Regions from separate parts of the Mus musculus genome. Here regions 2 and 3 are each linked to region 1. A link is a contact called in public Hi-C and HiChIP or PLAC-seq data. All regions are on one chromosome and are shown on one strand. The core of a region is the stretch at or near the end of the contact, and the rest is flanking DNA. Distances in the headings are between cores, read along the strand shown. Region 1 holds the start of Tshz2 (teashirt zinc finger family member 2). Region 2 has its middle 41 kb from the start of Gm34294. Region 3 overlaps Tshz2 (teashirt zinc finger family member 2).

Evidence for each region. Hi-C and Micro-C count contacts between places; a contact is called where the count stands out from the background. HiChIP or PLAC-seq counts read pairs in DNA pulled down with a chosen protein or histone mark.
Region 2: a contact with region 1 is called in an HNF4G HiChIP or PLAC-seq map of pancreatic cancer cells. The contact joins the enhancer-like site here to the promoter of Tshz2 in region 1. A contact is called at or near these places in 3 of 484 Hi-C or Micro-C datasets (the N1E-115 cell line, cranial neural crest and pancreatic cancer cells), 2 of 115 datasets of contacts at active chromatin or transcription factors (pancreatic cancer cells and regulatory T cells) and 3 of 9 other capture datasets (adipose tissue, embryonic stem cells and liver).
Region 3: a Hi-C map of liver shows a contact between it and region 1, with 2.2 times the contacts expected there. The contact joins the enhancer-like site here to the promoter of Tshz2 in region 1. A contact is called at or near these places in 2 of 39 promoter capture datasets (both in liver), 15 of 484 Hi-C or Micro-C datasets (the N1E-115 cell line, liver, muscle stem cells and 4 more), 2 of 115 datasets of contacts at active chromatin or transcription factors (fetal liver and fibro-adipogenic progenitors) and 3 of 9 other capture datasets (adipose tissue, liver and pancreatic islet).

Annotation. Positions count from the first base shown.
Region 1 is chr2:169,631,256-169,633,955 of GRCm38.p6, forward strand. Tshz2 (teashirt zinc finger family member 2) reads left to right here and starts at 1,254. Exons shown (of 2, transcript NM_080455.3): 1 at 1,254-2,524. The coding sequence starts at 2,485.
Region 2 is chr2:169,588,172-169,590,871 of GRCm38.p6, forward strand. No RefSeq gene overlaps it. Among named protein-coding and RNA genes, the nearest start is that of Gm34294, 41 kb to the right of the region's middle. Within about 2 kb of position 1,335, at least 28 of the 459 cell types and tissues checked have an H3K27ac peak or open chromatin away from gene starts, as enhancers often do. A contact at or near this core is called in pancreatic cancer cells and regulatory T cells, where this site is marked.
Region 3 is chr2:169,693,823-169,696,522 of GRCm38.p6, forward strand. All of the region lies in intron 1 of Tshz2 (teashirt zinc finger family member 2), which reads left to right. Among named protein-coding and RNA genes, the nearest start is that of Gm34344, 28 kb to the left of the region's middle. Within about 2 kb of position 1,344, at least 41 of the 459 cell types and tissues checked have an H3K27ac peak or open chromatin away from gene starts, as enhancers often do. A contact at or near this core is called in the N1E-115 cell line, liver, neural progenitor cells and 1 more, where this site is marked.

The DNA of each region.
Region 1 (2,700 bases), core at 4-2,503:
GTTTGAAGACCTATCTAAGAATGAGTTCAAGGTCAGCCTGAATAACTTAGCAAGACCTCTGTCTCAACATTTAAGAAAAAAATGAAGAGGATCAGAAACATAGTTTAGTGATAGACTGCCTGCCCAGCATGTATGATGCCTTGCCTACCCAGCATGTATGATGCCTTGCCTACCCAGCATGCATTATGCCTTGCCTACCCAGCATGCATTGTGCCTTGCCTGTCCAGCATGTATGATGTCTTGCCTGCCCAGTATGTACGGTGCCCTGAGTTCAATGCCCAGTATCAGGTTCATTAGGCTCCTAGCTCTACCTCCTTCCGCTGCCTTCCCACTTGTCATTGACTTTCTACCCAACTGGAAGGAAGGAAAGCGTCTTCAGGACAGGGTCATCCTGTTCACACGTGCTGAAAGGTACCTACCTCCCCGTGTGCAGTGGTACCCAGGGAGACCGGGTTCAGCTACAATAGACTCTCCAGAATGGACTCCTCTTTCAGCCCCAAAACAACACTCAGTTTTAACCAATCCGGGCCACTCTGAAGTTGTACTCCCAGCATGCCCTGCTTCCTCTTCATTTATTGCACTATTGGGGGTGGAGCTCTATGTTTTCTGTTTGGCACCATTGGGAGATAGAATACGATAAACGAGGGCACAACTCCCTAAGAACTTATACTCTAGTGAGATCTGAGGCAATTACCCAAAGAGCGAGCTGTGCACAGCATCCACCTTCCTTGATGAGCCCAGCGGAGAAAGCAAATAGAGAAAGGTGGACATCAAATTTTCAGCAAGGTAGACCTCTGGGAAGTGACTGAACACCACCAGGGGGCAAGTTGTTTCAGATGTTGTTCCTCTCACCCTTGATAACAGCCACAATCTGGACTTCCCCACTCTCTGTCACTGTGGTGACTGTATAACAGGTGCACCATAGGTGCTCAATAAATATCAGCATTGGAAGGAAACACAATGAAGGTTATGTAATTAGTCTGCCCAGGAAGCAGAAGTTTAAAAAAAAATCCCAATACTCCAAGAAGGTGGAAGTTAAAGCAATGTGAACTTACATAGTGAGAGGAGGTTATTTGCTGGAGAACAGGTTGAGACTGGATATAGTCCCATCCCCCTAATCTGTCTCCCAAGCAAACCTAGATTGTCCCCTTCTAATCTCCAACTCTAACTGTCTCCAACTCTGCCAGAGCCCCGCCCCCTTCCTTCCCACTCCCCCTTTTCTTCCTCTTGGAGGGGCATCTAGACAGGCGGACACTCCACTGCCCCAGTGAGGAGGAGGTGGGTGCCTCCAGGGCTGCAGCCAAGCCGGCTGGGTCCTCTTTCTCCAGCTCCTCTCCCAGGCGGGACACTGTCCCTTTAATAGACTCCCTCTGCCTGGCGCTCTGCGGCTGGGGAGTAAATTTCTCCCTGTCATCAGGTCGCAGGGAGAAGAGGAGGAGTTTGTTAATGTTCAGTTTGTTCAGCCGGGATCGATGTTTGCTGGCATCGCCTCGCCCTGTCTTGTGTGTGTGTGAGTGTGTGTGTGTGTGTGTGTGTGTGTGTGTGTGTGTGTGTGTGTGTGTGTAAGAGAGAGCATATGTGGGGAGTGTGAGTGTAAGTGTGTGTGTGTGTGTGTGTGTGTGTGTAAGCGAGAGTGCTTGTGTGTGAGAGCGAGCGTGCGTGTGCGTATGTGTGGTGTGTGTGTGTGTGTGTGTGTGTGTGTGTGTGTGTGTGTGTGTGTGTGTGTGAGTGAATTCCAGATTTTCTGTCTTTCCCAAACCCGCTCCTGTCCTCTCGCATATCACTCACAGACGGGGATCTGACAGCAACAACAAACCTACAGTGAGTGATCTCTCCCCAGCGCGAATCCGCCATCAAGATCAGGGAAGAGGAGGAGGAGGAAGAAGAGGAAGAGGAGGAGGAAGAGGAGGAGGAGGAGGAGGAGAAGGAGGAGAAGGAGAAGGAGGAGAAGGAGGAGGTGGTAAAGGAAGAGGAGGTGGAGGAAGAGGAGGAAGAAGAGGAGGAGGGAAAGAGAAGGAAGAAGAAAAAGAAGAAATCCACTGTCTTCCCGGGATTGTTTCCCCCCTTATCTTTAAGCGCGAGTGTGCGCGTGGCGCGTGTGCGCCCCTCATCCCTGCCATCTGAACCCCGTCTTGGATGTTTAATAAAGAAATCAAGTGTCTCACCAGTCACCAAAAAAACAGCAAAAAGCAAAACCAAAAAAAGAAAAAAATCCAAAAGCAAAACAAAAAGAGAGGGGGAAAAAAAACCAAACAAACAAACAAGGCAGAACCAACCTCCACTTGCAAGCAGCAGGCGCGAGCCACATATCTGCCACCCAGAGAGGGGGTCTCCGGCCCCGCGCTGGAGCGCTGGCAGGGGGATCTTCAGGGGGACAGAGGCCGAGTGACGTCCTAGGAGCCACAGAAAGACGAGCGAGACTGCGGCCCCCGCGCGCGGCTCGGGGCTGGGGCGCCAGAAGTGAGACTGGAGCTAAGTAGAGCGATGCCAAGGAGGAAACAGCAGGCACCCAAGCGGGCGGCAGGTAAGAGATGGCTCCGCTCCGGGTGCCCGGCCCCTGAGCCCGGCGCACAGCGGCTCGCCCGCCCGCCCTCCTGGCCTGGGGCTGGCGGGGACGCCACCCCCTGGCGCTTTCAAGAGGGTTAGCGTGCGGGTGCCCTCTTCATCACCCCAGAATGATTTCCCCAATCTTTCCCTCTC
Region 2 (2,700 bases), core at 85-2,584, 43 kb before region 1:
ATGTGTGTGTGAATGTGTGTATCTGCATGTGTGTGTGCATGTATGCAGAAGTCAGATTGATCTCAGGTGAATGTATATATACATATACATACACATACATGCATATATGTGTGTGTGAATGTGTGTATCTGCATGTGTGTGTGCATGTATGCAGAAGTCAGATTGATCTCAGGTGAATGTATATATACATATACATACACATACATGCATATATGTGTGTGTGAATGTGTGTATCTGCATGTGTGTGTGCATGTATGCAGAAGTCAGATTGATCTCAGGTATGGTTCTTCAGGGCTTGTCCACCTTAATATGGAGGCAGGATCTCATACTGACCTGGAATGACCAGTTAGGCTGTATTTGCTGGCCAGTGGGGCCCCAGAGCTCCGCCTACCTCTCCCCCTCTCAGAGCTGCAGTCACAAGCACAAGTCTTGTTTTATCCTGTGAATTCTGGGGCTTGGACTCAGGCTTTTGGGCTTGAGTGGCAAGCACTCACTGGTCCAGCCATCCTCCTGGCCCTCACGCCTTCAAACCTTTGCTTCTTCACTCTCAAGGCTAAAATGGGAGGGGAAAGGAGAGGCGGATAGGGGAGGGGAATGAAAGGAGGGGAGGGGAGGAAAAGGAAGAGAGGGGGGAGGGGAAGGGAGGGATTAACAGAGTGATTAAGGTCTACTTCTCTTGTGGAGTTGGAATTCCAGCACCCATACAGGGCAGCTCACGTCTGCCTGTATCTCCAATTCCAAGGAATCTGACCCCTTCCCCCAGGCATCGTGGGCACCCACCCCTCAGCATGCACACACATGTACAAATACACACGTACGTAAGAGAAAGAGTGGCGAGAGAAAGGGAGCGAGGAAGAAGGGAAGGTCATGAGCAGGAAGGAAGGAAGGAAGGAAGGAAGGAAGGAAGGAAGGAAGGAAGGAAGGAAAAGGAGAAAGAGGAAACAACTGAGGGGCAAAGGTTAGTAAGAATTGGGGTTAAATCTTGAGCCCCAAATTGTTAGCATGGCCTTTTTGCAGTGGGCAGAGCTCCTGATGGAGCAGACCAGGCTCTCTGAGTGCACCACGTCCTCTGAGTTCACTCTGCCCTGATCAGTCGGAGGATTCCCGCCAAGAGATTTTTCTTTTCTTTCAATCCTGTTGAATCCCATCCTCATCTTGGACTTCTCAGGAAGTCAGGTGGCAGGTTAGGGGGTGAGGATGGGGGGCAGTACTTGGCTCCTCCATGTTCTGCCAGCCCCAGCCCTGTGGCAGCAAGCTCTGTTTGAATCCATCCTTGGGTGGTTTTTACCTGACAGGTCTCAACAAAATGTCACCTGACCTCAGGGTAACCTTCATGACTCACCTTCCCCTAACATCCACCTTGGCGGTTCCAAAATTGGAAACCGTCATAACTCTGCCCTGTGTTTGTCTCTCTCTTCTCTCCCTGAAGTATGAGACCATCTTCAGTGGTCTCAACCACATGGTAAGTTCACATAGTAGGCAGTACGTAGTCCCTCGTAGGCACTTGGCCACTGTTTCCAGCCTTGCTGTTTCTCAGTGATTCCGATACAAACCACCCCAACCTTAGTGCATCAGACGTCATTACACTTTCCATTTCTCCCTTGTAAGTTCAGCTCCAAAACGCTTTAGTTACCTTTCTGCCCCAACCAGTTCCCAGCCCTGGAAACTGCAGTTCTGTCCCATCCAATCGCAGAAAAGACAAACGGTGGGTGAATACCTGAACAGCCAAGGCCAGCCATTCTCTCTGTGTGAGTCACCTCAAGGAAACTCAGAACCCGCAGAGTGGAAAACACCCCGTGACTGGGTGCAGTATTCTAATCCGATGTGGTTTAGTTTGAGCCTTAGAGTGGCTCTGACTTCTCCCCGTAGGTGACATCCCGCATTCAGTCAGGGCTCCCTGCCTTCTGTGTGAGACCTGAGCTTGGTGATGCTCCTTCCTTTTCTGCTCAGTCATTCTCAGTGCTGAGCTCTGGCTTTAAGTGAGAAGAGCCTTTACCGAGCGAGGTGCAGTTGTTGGGTGCTGTGTCCCAGATGTCATGGAGGATACCCCAGCAAGACTTTGAAAGAAGTAATTTTGGTGTTGACACTCATTTCTACCGGGGCATAGGAAGCTCAAATCTGTGGATGTTATTTTCCTGCCTTTAAGAGGTTAGAGATCACTGGGAAAGCCACGTTTGTTTCTTTAAAGCCAGAGAAAAATGGTGATGATGATGATGATGACGATGATGATGATGATGGGGTAGAGCTGACCTTGGAGGCCTTTGCTACCCTGGGATAAAAGGTCCATGAAGTTCACAGATCTCTAAAGTCAATATCCTACGCTCCTATGCTGCCTGCTGTTCTTTGACCTTCTGTGACTCAGCCACCTGGGAGGTCCCCGCCTTGCTGGGAAGATTAGATGTTGGCTTTGGGCTATTTTGAAGCTGCCTTCGCCGTGACCTGTTAGCTTTGTTCACAAGGCGGTCTGTGGTCTGTGGAGGTTGGCTGATCAATGTTTTCTGTGTCTACGACTGCACGGCTTAGACTTGCAGAGACACTTGGGTTTTTGTGCTTTTGGGTGGAGTCCCTCTATCCTGCCCGCCCACAACTCCTACTCTCTGGTATCAAGTCCAACCCATCTTCAAAGCAGAGAGTTTTAAAGTCAGGGCATATCAGAACTCGGACTGCTTACATTGCTTCAGACCACCCAGAGCCCCCAAT
Region 3 (2,700 bases), core at 94-2,593, 63 kb after region 1:
CTCCATGGCCTCTGCATCAGCTCCTGCTTCCTGACCTGCTTGAGTTCCAGTCCTGACTTCCTTGGTGATGAACAGCAGTATGGAAGTGTAAGCCGAATAAACCCTTTCCTCCCCAACTTGCTTCTTGGTCATGATGTTTGTGCAGGAATAGAAACCCTGACTAAGACACATACCAACTGCCGTTGCATAATATCAGAAACTAAGTTCCCTGCTGCCCCTGGGCCTTTGCACAGTCTAGCCCTTCTGTGTGGTACCATGCTCCATCATTCTGCTCTACACAGAGAGATGGCTTGCTTGCCCAGTCAGACACCCTGTGTCCAGATTACAGCCTAAGGAGATGGCTAAAAAGAAACTCAAGAGAATAAAAATAGCCACTTCTCAGCCACCCTTCCCTGCTCCAGAAAACCCCCTCTTCTGAAAGAAACCCAAAGCTTTGATTGTTTTATTTGACCACAGGAACACTACTGGGCAGCAAGGGGGTTGGGGAATGGCACCTTCAGTCCTCTTGGGGCTATTTTGTTAACATCTGTGGCCCACAGTTGCTCAGGAAGTGTGTGTCCAACAAGTCAATCCACTGAACAAATGTTTGCAAAGCACCTTCAGTGGTTTTGACACTGTTCTAGGCACTGGTTAGGCCTGTACCAGAAGGAAAAGGCCAGTGTGAAGCAAATTTAACAGACCCCATGTCTAGAAGTGATGTATGCTTGCCTTGAAATGACATATTGCAGCGATGGTGACAGTGTCAGGGTAAGATGGGCTGCTCCCAGATAAAGCCTATCTGACCAGGTTCCATTCTAGAAAGGGCCGGATAAAGGGGGAAATTGGAGAGACAAAGTATCCCAAGGGGGAGGCCCGAGCCAAGATTCTGGGGTAGAGACTTGCTGGAGGAACAAGCTTGGGCTGGGAGAGGAAGGGCGAGCTAAACTAAGGCAGTGGGGAGGCTTAAGGGTGAGTCCTTCGAAATCCAAGCCTTGACTGGGACTGCAAAGAGACAGCGTAGGGATGACGTGAAAAGGTCATCTAGGATCCAGATATCATAGGCAGCGAGTCCGGGGGCAGATGGAGCTCTCTGAGGCCAACTTTGCTCCCCACGCTGTGTAACGGTACCGATTCTTTTCCCCTGCTTGTTATCATCAACGTGAGGCTTGCCCGGTCCCAGAAGTAAGAGCCATATGTTGGTGGCAGGGTTTGTTTGCAGCATGGTCCTGTTTGTTGGGATCAGTGGTGTCTGACTCCCTTGAAGCCACCTTCCCTCCCCCCCCCACCCCAAGCCCCGGTGATGGGGTGACTGATGACAGAGTAGCTTGGATTGCATCAGCATGCTTCCGTAAGTGACAGCCCTTGCTCTCTCCTGGACTTTGACACCTGCAACCTGGCCCGGTGCCAGGTGTGAGTAAATTGGGCCCTGGGTTCCTGTGGCTGTTTCTATTCACACGGCAGCTGCTTTCCTTAGTGACTGTGCTCTGTGAGCCCGATCCCCAGTGGTGCCACTCAGCGCTTTCTTTCAGATGCCAAGGGAGAAACATCCTGTCCCCTCAGCAGCGAGCAGGGGCCTCTGCTAAGTCCCCACCCTGTTTCCTTGCGTGCTCATTACCGAGTGGTGCGAGAAAGTCTTTGCATATTTCATTAGTGAGGATTTTGAACTTCAAGTGGTTGGAAACCCCAACGAGTCTAAATCAAGAAGATGAATGTATTTCTGCAGATCTCCCAAAAGGCCAGGCAGGCCTCTGCTATGGCCCAGTTGATCTAAGAACTCAGTGATGGCATTAAAAGTTGGTCTTATTCCCTCCATGTTGACTTTCTTCTGGGAATGTCTATTCTTCAGGTGTAGTGAGACACAAGGATAAGCCAACACCCGTACTACACCAGTCACCCGGACTTGCTTTAGAACATTTCTAGTCCGAGTCTCACAATTGACTCTTCCTGGCTCACATGGGTTCCTCTACCCAAATCTAACACAATCCTATTGTCCAAGGCAAGTCACCATTTATCCACCTGCCCAGCCCTTGAGCCAACCCAGAAGGTGACCAGTGGGATGCTCTATGCCCAGCAAGATGAAAAGGGCAACTTCTCCAAAAAGGCTGGAGTGGAATTGCCAGCCTTTGTGTAGGTGAAGCCAAGCAAGCATCAGGGGTTGGATGTTGTCTTAGCTAATCTGCAGAGAATCAAACCATGGTGTGTTCCCACTCTGCAGATGGGAAATGAGGCCCTGGGATTCACTCAGTCAACCTGAGCATCTGATCCTACGGCCAGGCCGAGTTCACATCCATCTCTCAGGTCCACTGGCTGAGTCTCTCTGCACTTAACAGAGGGAGAAAGGACACAGACAGAGACAAGACAGCCCTTGATGCCTCCTGCCTGAGGCATCCCACGAGCATGGGCTTGCACTTTATTTTGCTGTCTTTAGCTAACTTTCCACACCAGTTTTCTGGGCAATCCAATGGTGGTAGAAAGTGAGCCCCAGAAAGAACAGAATAGAACATTCTGAAATTACCTCGTGTGGAAATGTGCCGTGCAGAACAGTCCCCAGAAGGAGGGGAAACCCATATGCCCAGAAGAGTCACTTACATAAATGTATGGAGGCGTATTTTAAAAGCATGTATATTCATACCCTCTGGATATATATATAAATATAGGTATTTATCCCTCTGAAGAATCATAAGCATCAAGTGACTCAAATATTAATTACCATCTCTTCAT